Regions from separate parts of the Mus musculus genome. Here region 2 is linked to region 1. The links are chromatin contacts, called in public ChIA-PET maps. All regions are on one chromosome and are shown on one strand. Each heading gives the region's core, a stretch centred on a gene start, on an enhancer-like site or on the middle of the called end of the contact. The rest is flanking DNA. Distances are from core to core; before and after follow the strand shown. Region 1 has its middle 20 kb from the start of Lrmp. Region 2 has its middle 46 kb from the start of Gm38926.

What was found. ChIA-PET counts read pairs in DNA pulled down with a chosen protein or histone mark.
Region 2: an RNA polymerase II ChIA-PET map of effector CD8 T cells shows a contact between it and region 1, with 8 read pairs. The contact joins two enhancer-like sites. A contact is called at or near these places in 1 of 484 Hi-C or Micro-C datasets (centroblasts), 2 of 115 datasets of contacts at active chromatin or transcription factors (effector CD8 T cells and embryonic stem cells) and 2 of 9 other capture datasets (adipose tissue and liver).

Annotation. Positions count from the first base shown.
Region 1 is chr6:145,099,274-145,103,605 of GRCm38.p6, reverse strand. No RefSeq gene overlaps it. Among named protein-coding and RNA genes, the nearest start is that of Lrmp, 20 kb to the left of the region's middle. Within about 2 kb of position 2,200, at least 64 of the 459 cell types and tissues checked have an H3K27ac peak or open chromatin away from gene starts, as enhancers often do. A contact at or near this core is called in effector CD8 T cells, where this site is marked.
Region 2 is chr6:145,300,217-145,305,146 of GRCm38.p6, reverse strand. No RefSeq gene overlaps it. Among named protein-coding and RNA genes, the nearest start is that of Gm38926, 46 kb to the left of the region's middle. Within about 2 kb of position 1,441, at least 173 of the 459 cell types and tissues checked have an H3K27ac peak or open chromatin away from gene starts, as enhancers often do. A contact at or near this core is called in effector CD8 T cells, where this site is marked.

The DNA.
Region 1 (4,332 bases), core at 951-3,450:
CTGTCTCGCTCTGGTTACTCTGTTATACAGAAATGTCACTGCTAGACCTATACCGAGAAGAACTGAAAACATTTAAAGCTGTCTGTATAAAAGTACGCATAAAAACCATTACACAGATGTTCATTACACTACTCTTGATACTAAACAAGAAGCACAAATAACCCAAAAGTCCATTACTTGGAGAATAGATAAAGAGAATGTGGTATATCCATACAGTGGAACAGTACTCAGCCATAAAAAGGAAGGAAGTAGTGATATCTTCTACAATATGAACAAGCCTTTAAAACCCGATCCTAAGCAGAAGCCAGGTGTTGTTATAATTCCACTGATGTGAGAAATGCAGTGTTAGTGGTTGCCAGGGCCTGAGAGAAGGGGAGATGGAATAAAGGGTTGCTGGTGAAGGGTATTGAGTTTCTGCTTGGCAGGATGGAGATGAGCTAGATAATGGTGGATATGGCATGACCTTGGCTTAGACACCCCAAGGCTAGGCTCACGCACTGTAAACTATACATTGCCAAAGGATTTAAGTAGCGTTCTCCTCTTCTGGGTTCTGCTTGTTGGAGTGCAGGTCTGCGACACAGGTCATCAAGTCAGACATCTCCCTAGAGGTGAGAAAAGGCCTGAGGACAGCCTCGGGGCGTCTCTGTCCCTTCTAAGTAAAGCCAGGCAAGGAGTTTATCTGAACTGGAGTAAATGCTCTTAACTTTTTATCCGGTTTCCTCCTCAATACCATAAATATGGTCAATGTATACAATAAATATTTATTATCTTAGCCTCAAAGATTCTCCAAGCCAGGCATGGTGGCACATGTCTGTGCTCCCAATACCAAGGAGAAAGATAAGGAGATTCAAGCCATGAGTGGTCTACACTGAGATTCATGCCAGCCTGGGTCACGTAAGACCTTGTCTCAGAAATCTACCCTTATTTTTTGTATTTCTATGTACAATGTATACTATCTCCCAAAGAATTACAATCAATTTCATAACTTTATTTTGACAGAACTTGCTACGGGCAACCCTGGAAGCCCATGATGGAGATACGGTTTTTATGAGCAAGTACTTATTTTAGTATTTATCTTACACAAATTTTTGTTCCAGTGAAGGCAGTTCTAACACAGATGGAGGAGAATAATTAAACGTCTAAGACCATCTGTGTTAAGTTCTTCCACAAACAAAGAGCACTGTGTGGTTAATAATGTGGGCCGAGAAGTCAACAGGAAGGACCCAAGCCCGTGAGGACCCATGTCTCTTCTGCCCAGCTATTGTCTGTTGTCATATTTATTCACCAATCACAATTAACTGGGGGAAGGGTGCAGCTAGCATCTACATGGGGACTCTCTGTCTCTGGATAACCAGTTTTGGGGGCTCAAATTAGCATCAGAATATAAGCAGCATCAGGCCAACCCACCAACAGATGGGTTACAGGTGTGTGTAACCACGCCTGACTTACATGGTATTAGCGGGTGAACCTGGGTACTTTGTGTATCCTAGGCAACAGAACACCATCCTGAGTTTGGACAACATTTTTAAATTCTATGTACTTTGCATGTATAAGCTTGTGCACATGTGTGCAGGTTCACATGAGCCACACTGTGCATGTGTAGGTCAATGGAAAACTTGTGAGCTGGTTTCTCTCCTTCAGCTATCTGGGTTCCAAGATGATCTCAGGCTATTAGGGCTGGTGGCAGGAACCTTTAGTCTCTGAGACATCTCACTGGCCTGAAACATGCATTTATGATGAATGAGGTACCAATACATCAGATTCTAAAAATAATCCATATAACCTTTGCCATCCTGTCAAGCTGTCACAGGGCAGGATGCGGGCTGAAGTCCTACCAACTCAGTAGAAGGAGCACACAGGCTCCTGCAAACTGTCCTCTGATCTCCATGTGTGCATGCTTGCACACACATACAGCACTGATAACTAAATGTAATAAAAATTTTAAAATAACTATCAGTTGACTTGTAGACATGTGTACTGACATATCTGAGTGAAATGTCCTATTGAGAATTAGCCCCAAAGGGGGGGGGGGAGAAACAGGGAAGAGTTAGAAATGAGACATACAAATATAAGGTTATAAAAATTATATTACATTGTATTTATTTGGTTGTGTGTTTGAGAGAGCGTGTACGCACTTCATCGGGTAGGTGGAGCTCAGAAGAATTTTGGGAACTGGCTCTCTCTTCCACCATGTGGGAGCTAACATGAGTGTTAAGCCTTGGACACTGGGCCTCTGTGTGTGCGTGTTGAACCACCTATCTCCCTGGCTCCATGGTGTAAAGGTTCGGTATGCTACCCACTTTACTTTTGTATGTCTTAACAAACATCTCCACAGTTAAAAAAACAAAACAAAACCCAAAGCCACATTGACAGAAGCGGCCACGGAAACGTGTATAGCAAACCACCCAGAACAGTGAGGGCCACCGCTTGGTTTTGCTTCCTGGGCTCCCCAGGACGGTGTCATTCTTACAATGGACAGGAAGTGTTTAGGTGCTAAAAATAACCCGTGGAAAGTTATAAAGAACAACCTCCCCCACCCCCACCCCCAAAAAAAGACAGAAGTGAAAAGCTAAAATTAAAAGTCTTTAAGCTAAATTCGGCAATCAGTTTCATACGCTTAAACTGTTTGTTCCTGAGCCCAGTCCTAGGGAGTGAAAGTCAGACAGTGGCTAAGTAGGTCCCCGAAATAAAGAAACAGCCATGACCCAAGCAGCTAGACTTCTTTTCAGATTAGGTTGTGCCCACTGTTGGGGGTGGGTCTGATGCTGTTATATATTCAAATGCTAAATTCTGTATCCCAAGATATGGTTGTCCCAAGAGGGGCAAATTCCCAGCCTTCGTTGTGCAAACCCTACTCCCCAATTTAAAACCGTTGGTTAAATAAAAATGTCTACAACCAATTACTGGGGAGAATAGAGAGAGGTGGAGTTTCGAGTTTCCAGGTGGAGGGGTTTGAAGGTAGGGACCATGAGGGGGAGGGGGAGGGAGCTGAGGAGGAAGAAAAGACAGAGAGAACAGTAGCTCTCCACTAGCCATGATGGACGGAGTGAAATGCCTCCCCAGAACAGCAGCCTGCTGGAGGAAAATAACTCAGAAAGATTCAAACAGCTTGGGGTCCACAGCTGGGGAAGCACCCAGTCTAGGGTTAGAGGATTAGATTAGGGGTAATCCCCCAGTAATTGCGCAGAGCCTGATAAATAAATCATCATTTTCAATTGGAGCTAGATGATGCTAAGCATAATTCTTTTATTTTACAGCCCGCCATGAGGGACATTGACAGACAGACAGACACATACAAACGATTCCACTTCTGCAAGGCCACACCATGTGCCATGCCACTCAGTTTTTGCTTCTGAGCACCTATTTTTTTTTTAAAGACTTATTTATTTATTATTATATGTAAGTACACTGTAGCTGTCTTCAGACGCACCAGAAGAGGGCATCAGATCTCATCATGGGCGGTTGTGTGCCACCATGTGGTTGCTGGGAATTGAACTCAGGACCTTCGGAAGAGCAGTCAGTGCTCTTACCCGCTGAGCCACCTCTCCAGCCCCTATTTTTTTTTTTTAAAGATTTGTTTATTTATTTTATGAGTACACTGTTGCTGTCTTCAGACACCCCAGAAGAGGTCATCAGATCTCATTACAGATGGTTGTGAGCCACCATGTGGTTGCTGGGAATTGAACTCAGTACCTCTGGAAGAGCAGTCAATGATCTTAACTGCTGAGCCATCTCTCAGCCCCTGAGCACCTTTTAACCTTTTAACCTTTGACCACAAGGATGGAGTCTTTAAAGCTTATCCCCGCCCCTCCCCCCCCCCCTCCAGTGAGTTTTTGCTTCTAAGACTGACAAGTTAACCTCATCCTGGTATGTCTCCTTGGCTCCTGCAATGAAACTCATCTGTCAGGTGCTGGGTTTGAACCCAAGGCCTCCAGGAAAGTGGGGGGGGGGGGCATGGAGAGAAAGACACACTTTAAGTGAACAGAATAGAGAGATTGCTCAGTGGTTAGAGTACTGGCTGCTCTCACAGAGAACTTGGGTTTTATTCCCAGCACCTACATGGTGGCTCACAATCTGTAGCCAACATTTGTAACCCCAGTTCCAGGGCATCCAATGCCCTCTTTTGGAATCCAAGGGCACCACATATACGTGGTAAACATACATATGCCAGAGAAACACCCATGTACAAAAAAAAATAAAACATTTAAAAATGAAATGGAAGCCGGGCGTGGTGGCACACGCCTTTAATCCCAGCACTCGGGAGGCAGAGGCAGGCGGATTTCTGTGTTCGAGGCCAACCTGGTCTACAGGACAGCCAGAGCTACACAGAGA
Region 2 (4,930 bases), core at 192-2,691, 200 kb before region 1:
TTTACATTTCAAATGCTATCCCAAGAGTCCCCTATACCCTCCCCCCTGCCCTGCTCCCCAACCCACCCACTCCTGCTTCCTGGCCCTGGCATTCCCCTGTACTAGTGCATATAATCTTTGCAAGACCAAGGGCCTCTCCTCTCATTGATGGCCGAATAGGCCATCTTCTGCTACATATACAACTAGAGACACGAGCTCTGGGAGTACTGGTTAGTTCATATTGTTGTTCCTCCAATAGGGTTGCAGACCCCTTCAGCTCCTTGGGTACTTTCTATAACTCCTCCATTAGGGGCCCTGTGTTCCATCCAATAGATGACTGTGAGGTTTTGCTGACAGGACCCTGATATAGCTGTCTCTTGTGAGGCTATGCCAGTGCCTGGCAAATACAGAAGTGGATGCTCACAGCTTTTTTAATTTTTAAAAATTACATTTATTCTTGTAGATTTGCAATTTGTCCACATCCATCATATTAGAGTGTTACTATATTTATAGTTGTGAGAAGGTACACATGTGTGTGCGTGTGTGTGCGTGTGCGTGTATGCCATGGTGGAGCCCAGGGGCTAACTCTCAGACGATCTCTCTTTCTACCTCGTGGGTTCCAGGGATTGAACTTAGGTCATTGGCAGCCAGTGTCTTTGCCTGCTATTGTATATAAACTTGGTGCTTTTAATCTTGTGTATAGGAGGACACAATGAATTCTCTTAATTCATTCTCACAAGATTATATAAATTAACTCCAAGTGAAGGCTTCTTCCTGGAAAAATGGTCTTGTGAGGCTGTGACATGGCTCCCTCGGCAAAGACACTAAGCTCGCCAAGCAAGCCAGGCAACCTGAGTTCAGTACTCAGAACCCACACAAAGTGGACGCAGAGAACAGACTCACATTGTGGTCCCCTGACCTCCACCATGCCTACACATATCACATGCGCACAATGACAATTAACGAACTAAATTTAAAATTTAAAATCTCCTAGCTGTAATTAAAAAACATTAAAGGTTACTTTTTGCTTGATGCTAGAGATCCCAGTTGATGGAGCAACTCTATGAAGATCAATGCTGTGGTATAACCCTTAAATATCGTCTTCCAGTGGGGCTGCCTTATAAAACGACGCTGGCAGTACAGGCTGCCTTTCTGGCTTGTTAGCATAAAAGCCTAGTCAACAGCGGCCTCGTGCAGGGAGGACACTTTGGAAGAGCTCAGCAATGCGAAGCCTCGCTCCTGCTAAGCACACGGAGTGGCTGAGGCCCCACTTCTGTTGCTTCCGGATTCGTGCTCCTGTCTGCACAATGGAATTATCAGTCGGTTAAAAATGTCTGCGCTCCCGAGATGAAAGGACTGTGAAGTGCTATTCTCATCAGTTCTTTGAGGCACAGCAGAACCGCACCACACAGGAAGCCTTCGCTGCCCATCCCCCTGGCCTCCTGTCTGAGGTTCCCAGGGCAAAGGCCTGGCTAGAAGCCATTGCACTCTGCTCAGCTTTGCGAGCCGGAGGGATGGGGCGATCTGGCCCAGAGTATCGCAAAGATGTTCTGACCATTCCACTGCCCATTCCACTGGATTCTAGGAAACGAAGTATGGGGGAGGGGACGAACTGGCTTTGTGGGCTCTGTAAATTCCAGTGTCTTCTCTCTGAAGTTCAGTCCTTAAAGCAGTTTGAGGGACCCAGGGGTGCTTACCTTACAGCTGCCAACGGCTGGGATTTTCTCGCCAAGCGATGTTTCTTCATGAATTGAGGCATGGCAAATGAATATTACCCAAAAGTGCCAGGCGGTGGTAGTGCGTGTCTTTAAGCCCAGCACTCCAGTTTTTCATGAGGTGTTAAATGTATTTTTTAAAAAAAGCACTGGAGAAAGGAGATGTCTAAGATCCAGAGGAGTTGTGCATCTCACAGGAGGCTGACAAGGGAGTTTGCCCGCGGTGGGTCACTCAGCAGCTTGATGCAGAGTCGGGAAGAGCATTACACCGATGATGATGTTCTCTTCCCGCCTCTGAAATGCCCCGCTGGAGGCCCCCCTCTCCCCCTCCCCCCAGGCTGCTCCTGCTCTCTTCCTCTTTCCCGTGGAGAAAACAGCCATCAGGCAACGTTGGTTCCGGCGCAATGACAGATGTCGAGGGCCGATTTCCCTACACTTCTGGGGGCTTAGAACTTACTTCCTCTCTAGGTAAACTTCGTCATTCAGTCTGATTTCATCCTTTCCAGACTTTTCCGTGGCCTTCATCTCTACCTGTCTTTCACCCCTAAGGTTTTCATCTCCTCCCTGCTCGGCCACTCTTCCTTCACTCTGCACGCCTATCTTCCCCAGCCCCGTTTTAATGCCCTACTCTTTGTCACTGTGATGGAGCGTTGGGTGTCCACTTGATAGGCTCTGGAGTCACCTGCTGAGATGAGCCTATGAACGAGCCTGTTGGAGAGTCTTAATTACATTAACTGATGCATAAGACTCATCTTCGTTGTGCACAGGACCATTCCCTGGGCCGGGGATCCTGGACTACATGAATGGAGAAGCAAGCTAAGCTCTAGCGGATTCTTTCACCTCTGCTTATTATGGAAGTGACGGGGCCAGCTTCTCCCCTGCCCCTGACACATCTTCCCCCAGGATGGAACGGCAAACCCACACCAACCCTTCCTCCTTGAAGCTGCTTCTCTCCAGGTGTTTTATCACAGGAGGGAGAAAGTGGCTAAGACGTTATCAAACCTTCATTGGGTGTTTTGATCTGTTTTGAATGGGATAAGGTCTTGCTGCGTAGCCAAGGCTAGACTTGAACTTCCTAGTTTGCCGAAACTGACCTGACTTCCCGTTTGTTTCCTATCCACCTCTGAGGGCACAGGCAGGCACCACCACGCCATGCGTTAGCTCTCGCTCCGCCATCTTTTTGTCTCAGCTCTCTTTTGAAGGATTTATTTATTCCGTTTTGTTAATTGTCTGGAGTTACACATCCTGGCTTCCTGTCCTGCCTAAAGTGAAACGAAGCTTGCCCTCTTAGAACTTCCTCCTCTAGATTGATGGGATTTCAAGTTGCAGGAGCAGAGAGACTGGGAGCCCAGAACTTTTTTCCTTTCTCCTCAGATATTTAATCAGTGAAGAAAGCCCAGACTGACTTGGGTTTTCACAGTGATCCCTACTGTGAATAATCTAGAGTTGTGCCCTCAGGCTAGGAACCCAACAGTGATGACTAAATCCACTACCAAACAGGATTAAGAATGCCTAGGGATTAGAGAGACATGCCTTTGGGTGTGTTCACAGGGGTGTTTATAGAGAGGGTTGGTTAATTTATGTGGGCAAGGAATGCCCTGAATATGGAGGGCACAGGTCTACGGGCTGGGGTCCCAAACAGAATTAAAAAAGGAAAAAGTCCTCTCCCTCCCCTCCCCCTCCTTCTTCCTTCCTCTTCCCCCATTTGCTTTCTGATCTGTTGAGGTGGGAACAAGCAGACACACCCCATATTCCTGCTGCCTCCACTGTGACTTCTGTGCCATCATAGACTGTATCCCCTCTAACTGTAAGCCACTCCCCCCCCCCAAAAGCAACAAAACAACAAAACCAAACAAACAAACAAAAACAGCTACAACTCTGCCTTGCGCACTGCCACCATCCTGTGACAGCACCTGGCACACAGAGTATGTGACACATTTCTCACTAGAGATCCTCAAATTCCCTTACTTCCTGCCTGGCTCTTTGCAACCTTTAAAATCACTACTACAATCCAGTGCAGTGGCAGGAGATTCCTATACTCACAGCACCAGGAAGGCTGAGGCAGGGGGACCACTCAGCGTATGATGTCATCTCGGACTACAGGGTGAAACCATATCACAAAAAGCAGAGCAAACCAAAAGCCCACTCACTACTCCACACACAGCTCTTGAGCCCCATGCACTGACCAGTCTGGCTTCTTTCGTTTGTTTAGTCACTGTCATTGTTGGTTTGGTTTTTAAAAATTGCATGCATTGATTGATTAAGTGGCTCATCAATTGACTGTGAGCATGCTCATGCCACAGTTTTCATATGGAGGTCAAAGGACAACTTGTAAGAGTCAGTTCTCTCCTTCTTCCACCTGTGTGGGCTCTGGGGATTGAACTCCGGTTGTCAGGTTTAGCAGCAAGCACCCTTATGTACTGAGCCATCTCCAAACCCCTTGATTTTGTTATTAATTGTATGGGATGTTGTTGTTGTTGTTGTTCATTTGTTTTGAGACAAGGTCTCACTATGTAGCCTCAGGTGGCCTGGAACGCATAGAGAAGCACCTATCACTGCTTTCTGAGAGCTGAGATCAAAGGTATTCGCTGCCACCCTAGGCTTCATTTGTTTTTTTAACACAGGGTCTTGCTATGAAGCCCTGGCTAGAATGAAATTCACCAAATAAACCGGGCTGACTTCAAGCTCCTGCCTTTGCCTGTTGAGTGCTGGGACTCCAGGTGTGCACACACTGGCCCTACTCCAGGTGTGCACACACCACTGGCCAGACTTAGCTATCAGGTCTGTGTGTGTGCTCCACAGACAGGGCCTGCGGCAGAGGGGCTCACAGAGCTCTTCTGTGTGGCTTGTTCAGAGTATTGCATTTGCACCAGATGTCTGGTTGCCAGGGTGTTCTCCAGAGTTTTTGCAGAAGCTGAGCAAGTCTCCTTAAGACCCAGAGCTGCCTGAGAATGAATTAGGGATAAGGCTTGAAAGACTGACCCTTGGGGGGTTTTAATTAGAGCTGCAGATCGCCTTGCCAAGTTTCAAATCAACCCGTATGCCAATGAAACTGTCATGCTGGGCTCAACTGCAAGAAGCATCTTACCCTTGTCTGTAGCCCCACTCTCGTCTTGTGCAGCACTGACTACAGTAAGCTTGCTGTACAGACTAGGTGGGGCATGCTCAACCACCCGAGTTCTACTCAAGATTCCTGTCTGAGCACTTTCTCTTGACGGTCACTTGACCGTCAATGG